Regions from separate parts of the Sus scrofa genome. Here all the other regions are linked to region 2. Evidence: chromatin contacts called from public Hi-C and HiChIP or PLAC-seq data. All regions are on one chromosome and are shown on one strand. Each heading gives the region's core, a stretch centred on a gene start, on an enhancer-like site or on the middle of the called end of the contact. The rest is flanking DNA. Distances are from core to core; before and after follow the strand shown.

Region 1 (2,858 bases), core at 68-2,567, 280 kb after region 2:
GCCAGGGATTGAATCAAAGCTGCAGCTGTAGTAATACCAGATCCTTTAATGCACTGCACCAGGCCAGGGATGGAACCCATGCCTCTGCAACAACCCAAGCCTCTGCTGTGGATTCTTAACCCACTGCACCACAGTGTGAACTCCTTATATCAAATTTTAACTGCTCTTAGGTATCCAGTTATGGGATCTGCTTACCCTTAAAAAAAAAAATAAAGTCCCCTCTACCCTGTTCCCTCTTACCCATTTATCTTTCAAGGTCTCCACTGGCCAGCTTTGTTAGCCAAAATGTACAGACCTTTCCATGGTCACAGTTAGAAAATGAGCCTCTGAAAGAAGAGGGACCAAAGGTCCTCGGGGAATGGACCAGCCCTATGAACTGCCTTGGTGGAAGCCCTCATTCCTCTGATCCTACAGCCAGAATTACACAGAAAGTATTTCCTTTTGTTTTCATGTAAAACCTATTTATGCAGCTGCTTCAGGAATCTGGCATAAAACATATGGGGGTGGGGGGAATCACAAAGTGAAATAAGAAATCCAGAGGAGCAGATAAAACCACATTTTTCATTGTCAATCCTGAAATGACCCATTGATGTTTAACTTTGTTCTTAATTTGGAATTCCTCTCAAAACTATGATGTTAAAAGAATATCAGGTCCCTTTGTAATTGCGGGCTATAAAATTTTCTCAAACTTGAGTCAAGTGTGACCACAGTGTGTAACAGTGTAACTTGATTGACTGTGTCGGGGTTTCTAAGTGTTGTGACCTTGTCACCCAGACTGTCTTGTCCCCTATTCATGTCCTCATCAATAAAAGGAAAGGGGAGTTCCCATCGTGACTCAGCAAAAACAAATAGATCATACATGAGGTTACAGGTTCCATCCCTGGCCTTGCTTAATGGGTTAAGGATCTGACATTGCCTTGAGCTGTAGTGTAGGTCGCAGATGTGGCTTGGATCCCGTGTTGCTGTAGCTGTGGTGTAGATTAGCAGCTACAACTCCTATTCGACCCCTAGCTGCAGTTGCAGCCCTAAAAAGACAAAATATTAAAAAACAAAAACAAAAAAAAATTAATTTAAAAAAATTAAAAGAAAGGAAATAATCACTAGTTTCTAGTTTTTGTTTGACATGAAATGGCAAATAGTACATTCCTGTATTTGTATTTGGCTTTTGGCCTTTGATTTCAATTCCAGTTCCTCAAACAGTGGGACAGTTCTGTTCAACCACAAGGTCCGTTAGGTTCTTGCACCACAGAACATGTGGGAATTAATTCTTCCCTTTGTTGGAAGCTGACATCGATGAGAAATCCTCCCTCTCCCACTTATGTCACAGATGACTTGCAGTGAGCTGGGCATCAACTCAAATCATCTTTACTCTGGGGTTGGAAGTTCCAGAATATCGTGTCAGTGAATTAACCCTGGCTTCAGGCCCAGAGGAAAGGCTGGCTGTTAACACTGGTGTGTCCACCTTCCATATTGTTGGGAGAGTAACATCATGTTATTGTTTTTTGCGGGTGTTTGTTTCCATGCTGGGAGGCGTTGATTTGCCCCTCTGAATGCCACACGTGATAGCTCCTCATTCTGTTCTGAAGGCTGGAGAATGGTCGTTATAGTCAAAGAGACATGAATTTGAAACCTGACCTCATCACTTCCTCGCAGTGTGCTCTTGGGCAAATTCCTTAATCAGTTTAGGTTTTCTACAGTAAAATGGATCAAACAAAGAAAATGTAGAGACCTAGCACAATGCCTGGTGTACAGCAGGGTCTCAAAATTGTTTATCCCTGTTCCCTTTCCTTCTTTTCAGTGGAAACTTCTGGGAGGAAGCCTAAAAGATAAGGTTTCCTATGAATTCTTTGGTGGGAGGTATTGTTTTAACCACTATCATTCCTACAAAAAGAATAAGGGAGAATAAGTTCTATGGGAGTCATGAGAGGCAGCAGGGCCTAGCCTCATGGTTCTCAAAGTGCCACCCTGGACCAGCAGTTCTGGAATCATCTGGGCACGTGTCACAAATGCATGTTCCCAGGCCCCACCCCAAACTTACTGATGCAGAAACTTTGCAGCGAGGCCCCTCAGCCTGTGTATGCACAAGGGTTCCAGACCATTCTCACATGAAGTTTGAGAACCACTGGTGTGGTGCTAAGAACAGCAGACTAGCGTCTTTCGTATTCTGTTGCATAAGCCAGCAGCCATTTCTCCAGGCTGGGCCTCGCCACCCCATCATCCTCTGAGATCTCGTCCATTTCTGGCATCTTGTGGTCTGGTCTCAATCCAGCTGTGTCCAAGCAGCATTTTCTTAGTGACCTTTTCTAAAAAGTAGAGTAAGACAACTGTGTTTTCATTATTTCTAAAGTAGCACATTTGTCATTGCACAAAATGAAAGTAAGCAGAATCAGGAAACTGAGAACCATCCAGAATCTCAGCATCCAGAGATGTTTTTTGTGCTGTGTGCTCCCAGTCCTTTTTTTTTTTTTTTTTTAATGTGAATACACATGTATATGTATATAGACCATAAGCATCTCCCCAGTTCATTCAGCATCAATCTCCTGGGTGTCACTCTATGCCAGGCAGTTTGGGGCTCTGTGGATACACCGTGAACAGTTAGGAAAAGCCCCCACGGAGCTTTCATTCTCCTGGGGGTGGAGGGGGGGACCAGTAAACAAGAAAATAAGTAATTAAATAAGGTCATTTCTGGTAGTGTTAAGTGCTATGAAGGAAATAAAACAGGGTGATAAGACAAGGGCAGTGGCCACTTGAGAGTTGATGTCAGGGAAAAAACCTTCTCTGATAAGGTGACATTTGAGCTGAGACCTGACTCCTGGGAAGGAGCTGGCTGTATGAGTATTTGGGGGAAAAGCATTTCA
Region 2 (2,952 bases), core at 104-2,603:
ACTGGAATATTATTCAGCCATAAAAAGAATGAAACAATGCCATTTGCAGCAACATGGATGGACCTACAGATTATCATACTAACTGAAGTAAGTCAGAAAAAGAAAGACAAATACCATTGGTATCACTTATATGTAGAATCTAAAATATGACACAAATCACAAAACAAAAACAGACTCACAGGTATAGAGAAAAGAGACCAGTGGTTGCCAAGAGGGTGGGGGTGGAAAGGGAAGGATTGGGAGTTTGGGATTAGTAGATGCAAACTATTATGTATAGAATGGATAAATAAGGTCCTACTGTATAGCACAGGGAACTATAGTCAATATCCTGTGATAGGAGTTCCCATTGTGGCACAGTGGCTAACGAATCCAACTGGGAACTATGAGGTTGCATGTTCGATCCCTGGCCTTGCTCAGTGGGTTGAGGATCCAGCGTTGCCCTGAGCTGTGGTGTAGGTCGCAGACGTGGCTCAGATCCTGTGTTGCTGTAGCTCTGGCGTAGGCCGGTGGCTACAGCTCCGATTCAACCCCTAGCCTGGGAACCTCCACAGAGTGGCCCTAGAAAGGGCAAAAAGACAAAAAAAAAAAAAAAAAAAAAATCCTGTGATAAACCATAATGGAAAAGAATATGAAAAAGAATATATATGTATGACTGAATCACTTTGCTGTACAGCAGAAATTAATACAACATTGTAACTCAACTATACTTCAATAAAATTTTAAAAAACCTACTTAGGTCCTTGATCTAAAAATGTAGGGAGGAGGAAATAGTCATGAAACCAGGAAAGCCCAAGCATGCCGATGTGCTCACAGCTCTAAAAACAACTGCAAAAGTGCAGCATTTCCACACTGAAGCTTTGTTAAAAGGTAGTAGCAGGGCAAGCCCAATTATTACTGCAAATATATCCTGTGAATCTATGAACCTTCACTGGGCTGAAGTTACAGGAAAATGTATTCCCTCCCCAACTCTCAAACCCCTATTCCCATCACAAAACAGCAAAGTCATGGGCCAGGAACTGTGATTTTAGCCTTTCTCTGAAGACTGTTCTCCTGGCTCCTGATAGCTTGGACATCAGCCCATGGACCTGTTCTTCAGAGGGAATGAATGCCAGCAGCCTGTGAGCTAACTTAGCCTGAACTTCACCCTTGAGACACAGAACCTGGCTCCAGAAGACAAGGCGAGAACAGGTCAGGGAAAAGAAGTCTTCAATAGCTGATAGCTAGAAGCCACCCTCTGAAAGTCGCTGTCACGAGGAAGAAGATCAGGGTCCCCTGACGGTTCCCACACATTGCCTGCCCCCGTTCTGACTCCTCTCTCCATCCGCCCAGCTCAATCCTCTCCCCAATGGGCCTCCACACCCCACAGTCAGAGACGTTGATGCTATCCTGAGTGAACGCTAAAGGCAACCCAGGAGGCTTTGAAAAACAAATTCCAATGATCCATTTGGAGGAAATACGCCAGAGAAATAAAAAGGCAACATTTTGACTAGCATCTCCAGCACGGAGCATCATGCGCGGTGCAAGTGAAACAACGCTTCAATCCTGAGCTTCAAGACAGTGAAGAAACGTCTATCTCGCCTTTGTTTGTGGGGAATTTCCTGAGAAATGCCCAGCTCTGCTGCTTTCATTCTGTATTCTTAGCCAAACGCAAGTCCTGAACCACACACTAGAGGTCGCTGTTCATTACACTCCAACCTCACCTCCCGCCGGCTGGACCCCCTCGCATCTCCACCATAGGGGGAGAACCTGCAGGCTTTGGCGGCAGGAAAATCGGCTTGGTTACACCCAGGTGGAGTGTGCCAGGATGCAGAGGCTTGCAAGTTCGTTGCCCTTCATTAGACAGACAGAAGTATAAAAAAGAGAAAAAAGCAAATTATTAAAGATGCTTTGCATTAATTAGAGTTGTAAAGTACTACATTACTTGTGACATTTAAACACTCCCCGATGCCTTCCCCACCCCAACTTCCCAGTGGCATCACTTCTTTCCAGGTGACCCATCACGTACAATAAGAAGGACCTGAATAAAAGCTAAGGTTTTAACGCAGACGGTACCTGCAGCTAGCCACCACCACCGACGCCACTGGGTTGGTATCCTTCCCAGCTGGTTCTGTGCCCAGAATATAAAACAGCTAAGGAATAGAATGACAATAAAGCAGATAACACTGTAAGCAATCACAGCCTCTCTTGATGCTGAGATTTCTAGAGCTGCTACTCAAACAGGGATACTACTCTAATCAAAGCCCATTATCAATGAACCAGGATGCAGGCTGGCTGACTCCTAGGATCCCTTTCCTAATTCTCCTAATTATGTCCACCTGTTCCTTCTTTAATCCTGACTTAGTAAGTTTCCATTCCACCAACACAGACCGATCCCAAAGGCGATGTGGAGGCTGGAGCTGATGTAAAAGTCAGAGGTGGTACTGTTTCCAGACAAGTCATGAATGTTTATTTAGTGTTTGCTGCCTTCCCACTCTGTCCTTTACTCTAGAATCCAAAGTTGACTGTAAATGGTGACGTAGGGTCATGACACATGCAGCCACTGCTACAAGACAGTGTACGATTCAGCATTGAGGGCAGAGCACGTGGAGTTCCCGTGGTGGTTGTCGTTAACGAATCCGACTAGGAACCATGAAGTTAAGGTTATCCCTGGCCTCGCTCAGTGGGTTAAAGATCTGGCATTGCCACGAGCTGTGGTGTAGGCTGGTGGCTACAGCTCTGATTAGACCTCTAGCCTGGGAACCTCCATATGCCATGGGTTCGGCCCTAGACAAGACCAAAAAAAAAAAAAAAAAAAAAAAAAAAGAGATCATAGCACAGACTGCAATGCTTTGGGAAATTCCTAAAAGGTAGAGCCCAAAGCACCAGTGCTGACGGCAAAGATTTCTTGGTGAAGAGTGGGGCTTAGACCCTTCTGCCTGAGGGCTGCGAGCAGAGGTGGGAGTACATGAGGCA
Region 3 (2,819 bases), core at 53-2,552, 260 kb after region 2:
CTTGCAACCGGGAGAGAGTGTTTGCTTAGTTTTGCATAACAGACAGTAAATCTGTTGTTGGACTTGCAGCTTAGCCTTGCTTGTGCACCTCCGCGATCCCAGTGGGTCCTGCCTGCTGCAGCCATCCAGGCACTTGGTTCGCATTTCTCTTCTTCCTGGGACTTGGGCTTGAATGCAAGCAGATGGAAGCGAGCAGGCATGTGGAGGCAGTTAGAGGATTTCTTCCTCCAAGCAGTGCAGGCTTGCTCTCTTTGGTGTGTGGCTGTTCTTGCTCATTTTTATTTTCCATTTGGGTTTTGTCAGGCTGTCAGCTCTTTTTCCCAAGTCGTGTGTTTTTGCTCCTGGTTGCAGGCATGTGCAAGACAGGGTGACTTTGTTGCTTATTGTTTGGAGTCAAACTTTCCACACCGGGGTATGGATGATGCATTTTCACGATGGTGGTGTCGTCGCTTTGTATTTGTAAAATATTCTGCAACTTAGGCGCTTTCGCATACATCACCATTTCATTTGGTCTGGGCAGAGGCTCAGAAAAAAAATGACGGCTGTGCTCACTCTGCTAGTCAGTGTTTTTCCTGTCTTTACACCATCTCTGTAGTCACACCATGAAGGGGAGGGTGGTAGATCGAAATCTGTAAGCTTCTGCCTTGTTCCTTTTCTCTTTCTCGTTTCAGTCAATCAGTTATATGTTTTTTAAACACTTTATGAGCACACGGGTTTTCTGGTGGCATTTAAATATTGTAGCAGACAACCCTTGCCATCAGAGGGTTCCCAATCTAGCTGAGGAAAGAAGACCTACAACTATGGGTTTATGTGACAGCACACAGCAGGCACTGGGTGACTAGGTGTTGGATAGGTGGGTGAATAAATGAAGGCACAGAGGGTGCAGCAGCCTCGGGCTACCTGGCTGCCTGGGGCGAGAGGACGTGATCTTCTGCACTTGGGACTTACCAGTCCTCTAGGGCAGCTGAAGGAGAGCTCAAGATATCAGGAAATCATGTAGATATAGGCTGCAAAGGGTGAGTAGGGAACATGCCATTCTCCGCTCAAGATGGGACAAGGAGGAATTGGGGGTGGGGGGGAAGGCCACCAAGCAGACAAGAAGAAAGAGGTTGCTCATAAAATTGTGGGGAAAAGTGCTGGTGAAGTCACTCTGCCTGGAAAGTGTCTTCTGGATTTAAAACCCCACCATATTGCAGCAGTAGGAGCTAGAGAAGGCGATGGGGAGAGTCAGCAAGATACAGGACTTGGCCCTCTCCCTTAAGAGACTCTCCCACACACAGGAAATAGTGAAATAATGTGAATGCCCCACCCCCAAATGACCAAGGGCTGGGGACAAGCCCAGGAATGGAGAGGCTCGGGGACCAGTGTAACCTGATTTGCTGAGGAAGGCTCCTTGGAGGGTGAGACTGGCGAGGGCTTGGCACGTGGAGGACACATGGGGAGAGCGTGGGCAAGTTGCGTGGAGCTGTGTACCATCGTGGGTGGGATTGTGTTGGGCCAGTGGGAGATGCTGGCAGAGATATGGGAGCGGGGGGCCAGGGAGCGCCAGTGTGGAAGGCGTGGAAGCCAGGCTGGCAACATGGCTGAGCAGGGCACTGAAGGTAGCAAATGGAATTGTTGTTTATGCCCAGCATTCTTGTTGATGTCCTGCCACCCCACGAGCTGAACTAGGTTGGATGTCACTGATGGTGTGAGAGTAAACTAAGGGAAGTAGATGCCGCCTTAGGCTGGGCACCGAACCTTTTCCTTGTCTCCTGGAGGCCAGATACTGCCTCTCCAGGAGGCAGAACAAACAGCAAGAAAGAATATTCTCTAGTAAGGCTGTCGGTAGGACACTGTTCTTATTGGTTGTTTTGGCTGCCATGAAACAAAGTTTGTGTTTTAGACCTTTGGAAACTCTAGGTATTTTCCTTATGATGACTTTTTAAAATAATATCCGTTAGCACACCCCCCCACCCAGTGTCAAGAACTTAGGAAATAATGAAATCACAAAGAACAAAACAAAAGCCACCTTTTATTCCATCACACAGAGACAGTAGGCACATTGTTAGTATTTTGTTCAATACGCTTTCCCAATACAAATTTGTAAATTATTAAAACTACTTTCAAATTTTACTTTTAACGCTTTATACCTTGTTTTTAAACTTGACAATAAACCAAGAATATTTTTCTAGGTTAATAAATTGACAATACGATTTTAGTGCTGTATCCTAGTCCATTATAGGACTGTACCATAGTTTATTTAATTAGTCGCAAAAGAAGCCAGTCTCCTATTTTTGCTCATTTTGGTTGTTTCCAATAAATTCAAGTTTTATGTATTTTACAAAGCAACATCATACCATAGTATTTTCTGATACTCTTTTGTTTTCCTGAAGTGACTTGCCTAGGCCAATCCAAATGCATATAGGAAATTCCTTATGAAGTTTCATCTTATTTGTAGTGTCACTCCCTCAAAAGCAGTTAATCAACCCCCAAGAAGAAAAGAATTGGATGTGTTGTTGCATGCTTCTCTACGACTGTTAAAAACACCAGCAGACCGAGCCCCATTGCTGATAGATATAGCCAAATACAGAATAAGAGTTTAGGGGTCTCAGTTGGATCAGGTGGTGCTTTGAATTTAAATACCATCCTGTGGTTGATTGTAGCAAAAGTTCAGCAACAACAAACTTGCTAAGTAACCCTCAATATTATCTTCATGTAGATGAAGAACCAAGCAGTAAAGAACTTGAACCCCCTCTCTCTACCTACCTCCTGACCAGGGTCTCAGGTCTCCACCTACCTTCCTGACGTGGGGCACTGTTTGAGCGGCTGGTTCCAAC

Evidence for each region. A called contact is a pair of places that touch in the nucleus more often than the background predicts. HiChIP or PLAC-seq counts read pairs in DNA pulled down with a chosen protein or histone mark.
Region 1: a contact with region 2 is called in an H3K27ac HiChIP or PLAC-seq map of skeletal muscle. The contact joins two enhancer-like sites. A contact is called at or near these places in 1 of 47 Hi-C or Micro-C datasets (embryonic fibroblasts) and 2 of 2 datasets of contacts at active chromatin or transcription factors (alveolar macrophages and skeletal muscle).
Region 3: a Hi-C map of retroperitoneal adipose tissue shows a contact between it and region 2, with 1.8 times the contacts expected there. The contact joins two enhancer-like sites. A contact is called at or near these places in 7 of 47 Hi-C or Micro-C datasets (embryonic fibroblasts, fibroblasts, heart right ventricle and 3 more) and 2 of 2 datasets of contacts at active chromatin or transcription factors (alveolar macrophages and skeletal muscle).

What each region holds. Positions count from the first base shown.
Region 1 is chr1:77,665,265-77,668,122 of Sscrofa11.1, reverse strand. It overlaps a transcript of FYN not described here. Among named protein-coding and RNA genes, the nearest start is that of FYN, 24 kb to the right of the region's middle. Within about 2 kb of position 1,317, at least 15 of the 83 cell types and tissues checked have an H3K27ac peak or open chromatin away from gene starts, as enhancers often do. A contact at or near this core is called in skeletal muscle, where this site is marked.
Region 2 is chr1:77,944,767-77,947,718 of Sscrofa11.1, reverse strand. No RefSeq gene overlaps it. Among named protein-coding and RNA genes, the nearest start is that of WISP3, 59 kb to the left of the region's middle. Within about 2 kb of position 1,353, at least 13 of the 83 cell types and tissues checked have an H3K27ac peak or open chromatin away from gene starts, as enhancers often do. A contact at or near this core is called in retroperitoneal adipose tissue and skeletal muscle, where this site is marked.
Region 3 is chr1:77,687,859-77,690,677 of Sscrofa11.1, reverse strand. It overlaps a transcript of FYN not described here. Among named protein-coding and RNA genes, the nearest start is that of FYN, 47 kb to the right of the region's middle. Within about 2 kb of position 1,302, at least 19 of the 83 cell types and tissues checked have an H3K27ac peak or open chromatin away from gene starts, as enhancers often do. A contact at or near this core is called in retroperitoneal adipose tissue, where this site is marked.